2 separate regions of the Sus scrofa genome follow, and region 1 is linked to region 2. Evidence: chromatin contacts called from public Hi-C data. All regions are on one chromosome and are shown on one strand. Each heading gives the region's core, a stretch centred on a gene start, on an enhancer-like site or on the middle of the called end of the contact. The rest is flanking DNA. Distances are from core to core; before and after follow the strand shown. Region 1 has its middle 360 kb from the start of TRNAE-UUC. Region 2 has its middle 130 kb from the start of KLF4.

What was found. A called contact is a pair of places that touch in the nucleus more often than the background predicts.
Region 1: a Hi-C map of skeletal muscle shows a contact between it and region 2, with 8 times the contacts expected there. The contact joins two enhancer-like sites. A contact is called at or near these places in 3 of 47 Hi-C or Micro-C datasets (heart right ventricle, mesenteric adipose tissue and skeletal muscle) and 1 of 2 datasets of contacts at active chromatin or transcription factors (skeletal muscle).

What each region holds. Positions count from the first base shown.
Region 1 is chr1:249,171,826-249,174,964 of Sscrofa11.1, forward strand. No RefSeq gene overlaps it. Among named protein-coding and RNA genes, the nearest start is that of TRNAE-UUC, 360 kb to the right of the region's middle. Within about 2 kb of position 1,851, at least 35 of the 83 cell types and tissues checked have an H3K27ac peak or open chromatin away from gene starts, as enhancers often do. A contact at or near this core is called in mesenteric adipose tissue and skeletal muscle, where this site is marked.
Region 2 is chr1:248,740,011-248,743,226 of Sscrofa11.1, forward strand. No RefSeq gene overlaps it. Among named protein-coding and RNA genes, the nearest start is that of KLF4, 130 kb to the left of the region's middle. Within about 2 kb of position 1,716, at least 56 of the 83 cell types and tissues checked have an H3K27ac peak or open chromatin away from gene starts, as enhancers often do. A contact at or near this core is called in mesenteric adipose tissue and skeletal muscle, where this site is marked.

The DNA of each region.
Region 1 (3,139 bases), core at 601-3,100, 430 kb after region 2:
CTTTGCTCAACCTAAAGGTCAGGTGAAAGAAATAAGAGAACAGTTAAGGAGAAATATAAGCAGTTCTTATAGAAGTAGAATAAGGAGAAAGAATTCTATTCTTCCATGAGCCCATCCCAAGCCCAGCTTCCCAGCAGCCCATGACTGGCTGAGCCTATCCTTGCCCTCAACTGAAAAAGGCAGTTCCGTTGAGTAAGACCTGGTTGAATTTAGTTACAGACCATCACAACCTGAATTCTTCGATAAGACTTAACATTTCATCCATCTCATAGCAGCCCATGAACTGCCCACCTCTAAGGGCAAGTCACTCTCATCACATTTCAAAGGGTCCCTGTCTCTAAGTTCTGGAATATTTTATGTCGTCCTCTATATACTGATATCACCTTTGGTTAAATGTCCCTTTTTCTGTAAAACCTTTGTCACACCATAAACTTGTCTGAGTGTATCCCTTACTTCCTGAAATTTCTACCACCATAACATCCTTTACATTTTATTATCATTTCACTTTTTTTTTAATCTTTGAGATAGTCAGCAGGTGGAGCCATATCTTGAACACTTTTTTTTTTTTTTTTTTTTTTTTTTTTTGCTTTTTAGGGCCACACTCGTGGCCTATGGAAGTTCCCAGGCTAGGGGTCAAATTGGAGCTACGGCTGCTGGCCTATGCCACAGCTGGGATCCAACCCACTTCTGTGACCTACACCACAGCTCATGGCAATGTCAGATCCCTGACCCACTGAGTGAAGCTGGGGATAGAACTCACATCCTCACAGATACTAGTCTGATTCGTTTCCACTATGTCACAACAGTAACTCCCATTACTTAAAATGTTAAAGGCACTTAATGCGTTTTGCTTTTTTATTGACTGCTGACCGAGTGAATAACAAATAAATGGAGAAAATAATGACAGAGTATAAAGAGTCATTCAAACTACTTTAAAATTTCCAGACTAATTCTAGAACTTGGAAGAGAGGACCTAAACACTCTGCATGACTTATTGATCCTTGGCTTAAAGTTTGGAGGTGAATCTTTTCATTGCCATTTTACAGATGAGAAGACTGAGGTCAAGGTGACACTGTGAGTCAATGAAAAATCTGTCATTTTGACTTGCATCTCAGGCTTGGCCTATATTCTTTCCAAACAGCATTATCTCCTTCCTTGTGAGTAAAGCAGTAACAATACCCTGTTCCTTGTGTAGTTCTTTAGTGTATCAAGGCACTTTCACAGCCAGAACCTTCTTTGTACTGGCAAGGCAGCTGTCACTTGGGGGACACACTGAGCCCTTTGCTCTATGATGGAGCCAGCTGCAGAAGGCATAGCCAACAGCTTCCAATAAAAGGAAATCCTGAAAAAACAGCTTCAGGGATCTAACTGCAGATTCTCCCTGTTACAGTCCTTGGCAATAAATAATACACGAAAAGAGATGAGCTCATGCCAAGGTGGACTTCAAAGAAGGTGGGGTGGCGGTGTTGGAACCCTCCATTTGGCCTCCGTGTTGTCTGCCCATTCCAGAAGTTAATTCACAGAGAGTGGGATGAAGGGAATGCCTCTCTCCCCCGCAGCTGATCCGTGGGAACTCTGCGCCTGCTAGCTAACTCTTGCTAGGCTTTAAAGAAAATTTTTCCCAGCCTTAAAGCTAGGTTTTGAACCAGTGCTGTGACATGTGTTCTGAGCTAGTCCCAAACAAGCGCAAACACAACAGCCTCCACTGATCAGTGCAGCACGACTGAAGGATGGAATTCAAAGCACGAGCCTAGAGAACAGAAAGTTCCAGCTCTCACTCTGTACAAGCTGCCATGAGCTCCAGCCATGCGTCCTGCAGCCAAGGATGGGTGGCCCCCGAGCAGGAAACTCTTTGGCAGCCTCTGCTGCGTGCTTTGCTTGCTGACAAGAGCACACCCTGGCCTCAGTTATTGCCCTTATAAAACAGCTCAAGTAGGATGTGAGCCAAATGTTTTAAATGTGCCTGGAAGAAAAATGTTAACTATGAATCCATGCAGTAGAACGGTACAGTACAACTGCAACAACACGCAGCTCTGCTCCCAGAGGAGGAGCCAACGAGGAACAGCAGCTGCTGCCCAGGCTTCTAGTGGCTTCTCCTCTTCCTTCTGCAGTAGTCCTACTTGGCAAGGGCTGCCTTGACATCTACTTTACAAAAGGATCTGAGAAATGGGTGCTCTTGTGACTATGATTAGAGAGTCAAAGAATTTTTAGAAATTTCCCAGTTAGGAGAGACTGCACTAAGCATTTAGTTTGCATATACATAGAGGACAAAGTTTAAGTTCATAGAAGTTATCAGCAAAGTCTAACCTCTCTTATTAAAATTCATTCTTCAGGTTTTCCAATGCATGTTCTCAGGAAAAAAAAAAAAATGTGGATAGGATGTCTTCTACATCCAGTACCTACTGTCTGCCAGGTACTGTCTTAGGTTATTTTCTCCATATATTATTAATCTTAAATACAGTCTTATAAAGGAATATTATTACTCACATTTTAAAGAGAAAGATATAAAAAAACTGTAGATGTTTGTTCACACTGTCTTCCCAATAAGTGCTGGGAAAAGCATTCAAACTCAAGTGCCCTGACTCCAAAACACATCTTCTTTCCATTGTACTAAGATGTGATGCAAATGACATAAAAGTTGACAGTTATATTTCTGGGCTACTGACACACATCTTTTCCAATAATTCTAATGAAGATATTCTGAGGAGGTAATTAGAACAATCTCTGAGGGGAAAACCTACTTTGCCCTGCTTCATGGTAAAATATCAGAAGCATTACAATTAATATAAAATTTAGACAAAGATACCCATCAATGACATTAATACTTATTATTTTTCTGGACATTTTAGCCAATATAATAAAGCAAGAATCAGAAAAAGAAAGCAAGAATCCTAAAGAAAGGATATAAAATTATTATCTTAAATTGACTATGATAGTGTAGCACTAAAGAAAAAAAGTCAGACAAAAACTACTAGGACTAATAAGAGAGCTCAATAAATTAGTAATTAAGATTCAAGTCAATAGTTTTTCTATATAGTGACAATAACCATTTAAAAAACATAGTGGAAAAAATTGATTATACTCATATTAAAATATACGCCTAGGTAGCTTAAACAAAGTGGTGGTATCTATGGAAATG
Region 2 (3,216 bases), core at 466-2,965:
GATGCTTAGTAAATGGTAGGTCCCTTTCCCTGACGTCTCATGGGCACCTCTTTGGATTTACCCTAGTGGTTAAGGGCTTGGCTTCTGGAGTCAGACTCCCTGGGTTCGAATTTCAGCTCTAGCACTTTCTAACTGTGTTACTTTGGGTAAATTCTTTCTGTGCTATAATGTCCCTATATGCCAGGTAGGGATAATAATGATGCTTACCTCCTAGAGTTACCTGAGGGTTAAATGGGATCATGCTTCTGCAGTCATCAAAGACAAACACGTATAACCCAATCTGTCTCTGAGAGCTGTCCCTCACATTCCCATAACCTCTTCATGTGGTCCAACTATTACGGGTTGAATGCTTTAAATATCAGGCATTGTTTTAGGGATTCAGCCCTGGAGTCTCGATCCTCATGTGTGAGAAAATTACTGATTTTTCCCTAAATGAAACATCTTTGCCTTTTCCACCCAGATAATAGCTTTGCGTTATCTCTGCAATGCCAAAACAATTAAGGGTGTCATTTCATCTTTCATCAGCACGTTGGGCTCAGGTGAAAAACTCTGCCAGAAATCTTGAAATATCTTGCTCCTTTAGACATCAGAAGGCTGGGAGATTTCCCATTATTAATTGAAATCAAAACTTCTCTGTGGCCCAGAGCAAGGGCAGAACTGTTATTTCACAGATCAGCAGGAAAGCTCACCACCACTGTTTTGCTTGGTATTCATTTTATTTAGGGGGTAGGAGGCACAGAAGAAAGGTGGTTTCCAGAATGATACATCCATGCTGCTGTGTGAATGCAGTCAAGGGAGGCGACTAAGGCTCAGGGAAGCAATGCCCATGCGTGCACTGGGCAACCATTCCATGTCTCCCGAGCCTCAGTTTCCTTTCATGTAAAATAGGGGTCATGGAACCTCCCTGGTGAGGTTTAAATGAATGCACGCAAGAGGAAACAGTGGGATGGCAGACAGGGTCATGTACTGTTCACCGTGTCTGTGCTGCTGAGACAGGGACGTGGGCTCATCGAGGGGGGCACTTCCTCCTTTTCTATTTTGCTGGTCCCTGGACAGGTCAGAGGTGAGGGCAGTGGTGAGGAGTTCTGAGGAAATCTGTAGCGTGGCTGGATAGCATGCTTCTAGGAAGTCTGTATTCGCCTCTGAAATTGCTGGACATTGCAAGGATTTGTCCCATTTTGGAGTGTAGGAGGCTGATTCTTGTTTGTTCCCAGGCCTGCTTTGCAGGATGCAGTTCCAGCATTTCAAGGGGCTGGAGAGGGGGGATTTGACGAGAAAGAGTGGGTACCATGGTGTGTAGGACAGGCAGGCTTTTTTAGCGGCAGCTTGTGTGTGCCCTCGGGCTCCCCGCCACCCTCCTTCTGCCACAGCATCCTTCCTTCCCGTCTCCAGGGAGGCAGGACCCAGAACCCATGCCCAGCCCAGCGCGCTCGAGCCAGGCTGCTCTTGCCGGCTTCTCCGGGGCTCCGCGAGGCTCGGCTGGCCTGGGTGGTGGGCCCGGGTCCCCAGGTCGCCGGCGCTGGCCCTCGCGACGCTCCGGTGCGCGCAGGAGCGCGCGGGCCTCCCCGCAGGCCCCGCGCCCAGCCGGCCTCGGGAACTGACCAGGCCGCGTGTGAGCGCCGGGATTCCTGCTCAGGCCTTAAATATGCCGGTTATTTTTATCTCCCTACGTCAGGCGGCGAAGACCATCCCACCAGTGGCCGCGGCGGCTGCTACACAATGTTTCCCTTTAGTCGGGAGGGGAAATGGAGGGAGGCCAGACTTCCTGATCACATGGTGCTGAAGTCAATGAAAAAAAATTAAGGGGGACCCCTCCCTTTTTCTGCAGTGCCCGATCCAGGTTCCCCCCTCCCGCTCCCCCCCACCCAGCCCCCTTGGGCTCCCCGCGTCGGAAAGCGGCAAAGGCTCCAGGCGTAGGGCCAGCGAGGCAGGAGAGAGAGCAAACATAAACACGAGATTGTTGCAGTAATTGGTGCTCTGAAAACACTGAGGAAATGAGAGGCTTGTACGAAACATCAGCCGACAAGAAACGGGGTGATGTCAGACAGCCTTCCAGGATTAGAAACCCTTAAAAGCTCCGAGCCCGCGGCCGCGGAGGAAAGTGTTCCGCTCTCCCGGGTAGGGAGCCGGGATCCCGCGATTCTGCGCTCGCCATCGCCTCTGCCTCGCTTTTCCCCTTTCCTTTTTCTTTTCCTTTTCCTTTTCTTTCTGTCCTTTCTTCTTTTTTTCTTTCTTCGATCTCTTTCTCTTTTATTTCTTTTTCCTTTTCACAAAGAAGGAAAAGGAGCGACCGTATCAAGTATTTTACATTTCTAAGGCACTGGTACTTTTAGATCTTTCCTTGACTTTGAAATACCAAACCGGACTCAACACCCACATCAATCCCAAGGCAGCAAATGACACTTCCAGCATCCCTTGTTGGAGTTTGCTCTTTCTTCCTCCCAGTCCCCTTCCTGATTCCGCTTTTCAGGTTAGAACTGCACCGTTGCAGTAATGTCCACGCATGTGGAGGGGCTGAAATAAACAGGAAGCATTTACCAAGGACAAGCTTGCCAAGAAAAGGGGATTCAATCTTTGCCAAAATCTGGCATTTTCAAAGAAGATAAGACTTCCTCATAACATGTCACCCAGCCTCCAGGGCTGCGGCCTCATTTTCTTTTCCTGGTTTGAGACAATTAGGAAAACTAAAAGCACACAGAGAGTACACACACACACACACACACACACACACACACACACTCATTCCTCACTCCCCTTCCCCACAACTCACGCATAGCTAACACCAGCCAGCAGGGCCTTGTCCTAGTCCACCTGGAACCTGCCTGTGTCTTTAAGTTTGAGGCCAGGTCTCATCTGTTCAGTGACACAAAAGGTGCCGCCTATCCAGGCTTTCTCTCCTGGTGTTTGCCAGGATTAATGAGGCAATGTTTGGAAAGGGCTTGAGCCCCTCCAACCAAAGGCACCCACGGACACCTTTTCAAAGAATGATTTATGTCCAACTTTACCCAAATAGGAACCAAAAGAGGATTTTCTGTTTTTTCATCTTTAGAACAGATGAATTCAGCACCTGGATCCTTGCATTTCTGAAGCTTTAGACTCTGCCTTATTAATTGCTCTGTCACCTCTCCTGGGAGGGCAGGCTTTTTCCATCTCTTTCTAAGACCCAGTAAAAGGTCACATCAAGGTCGAGCCTGTATGCCCTCGGAGGAATTGGAC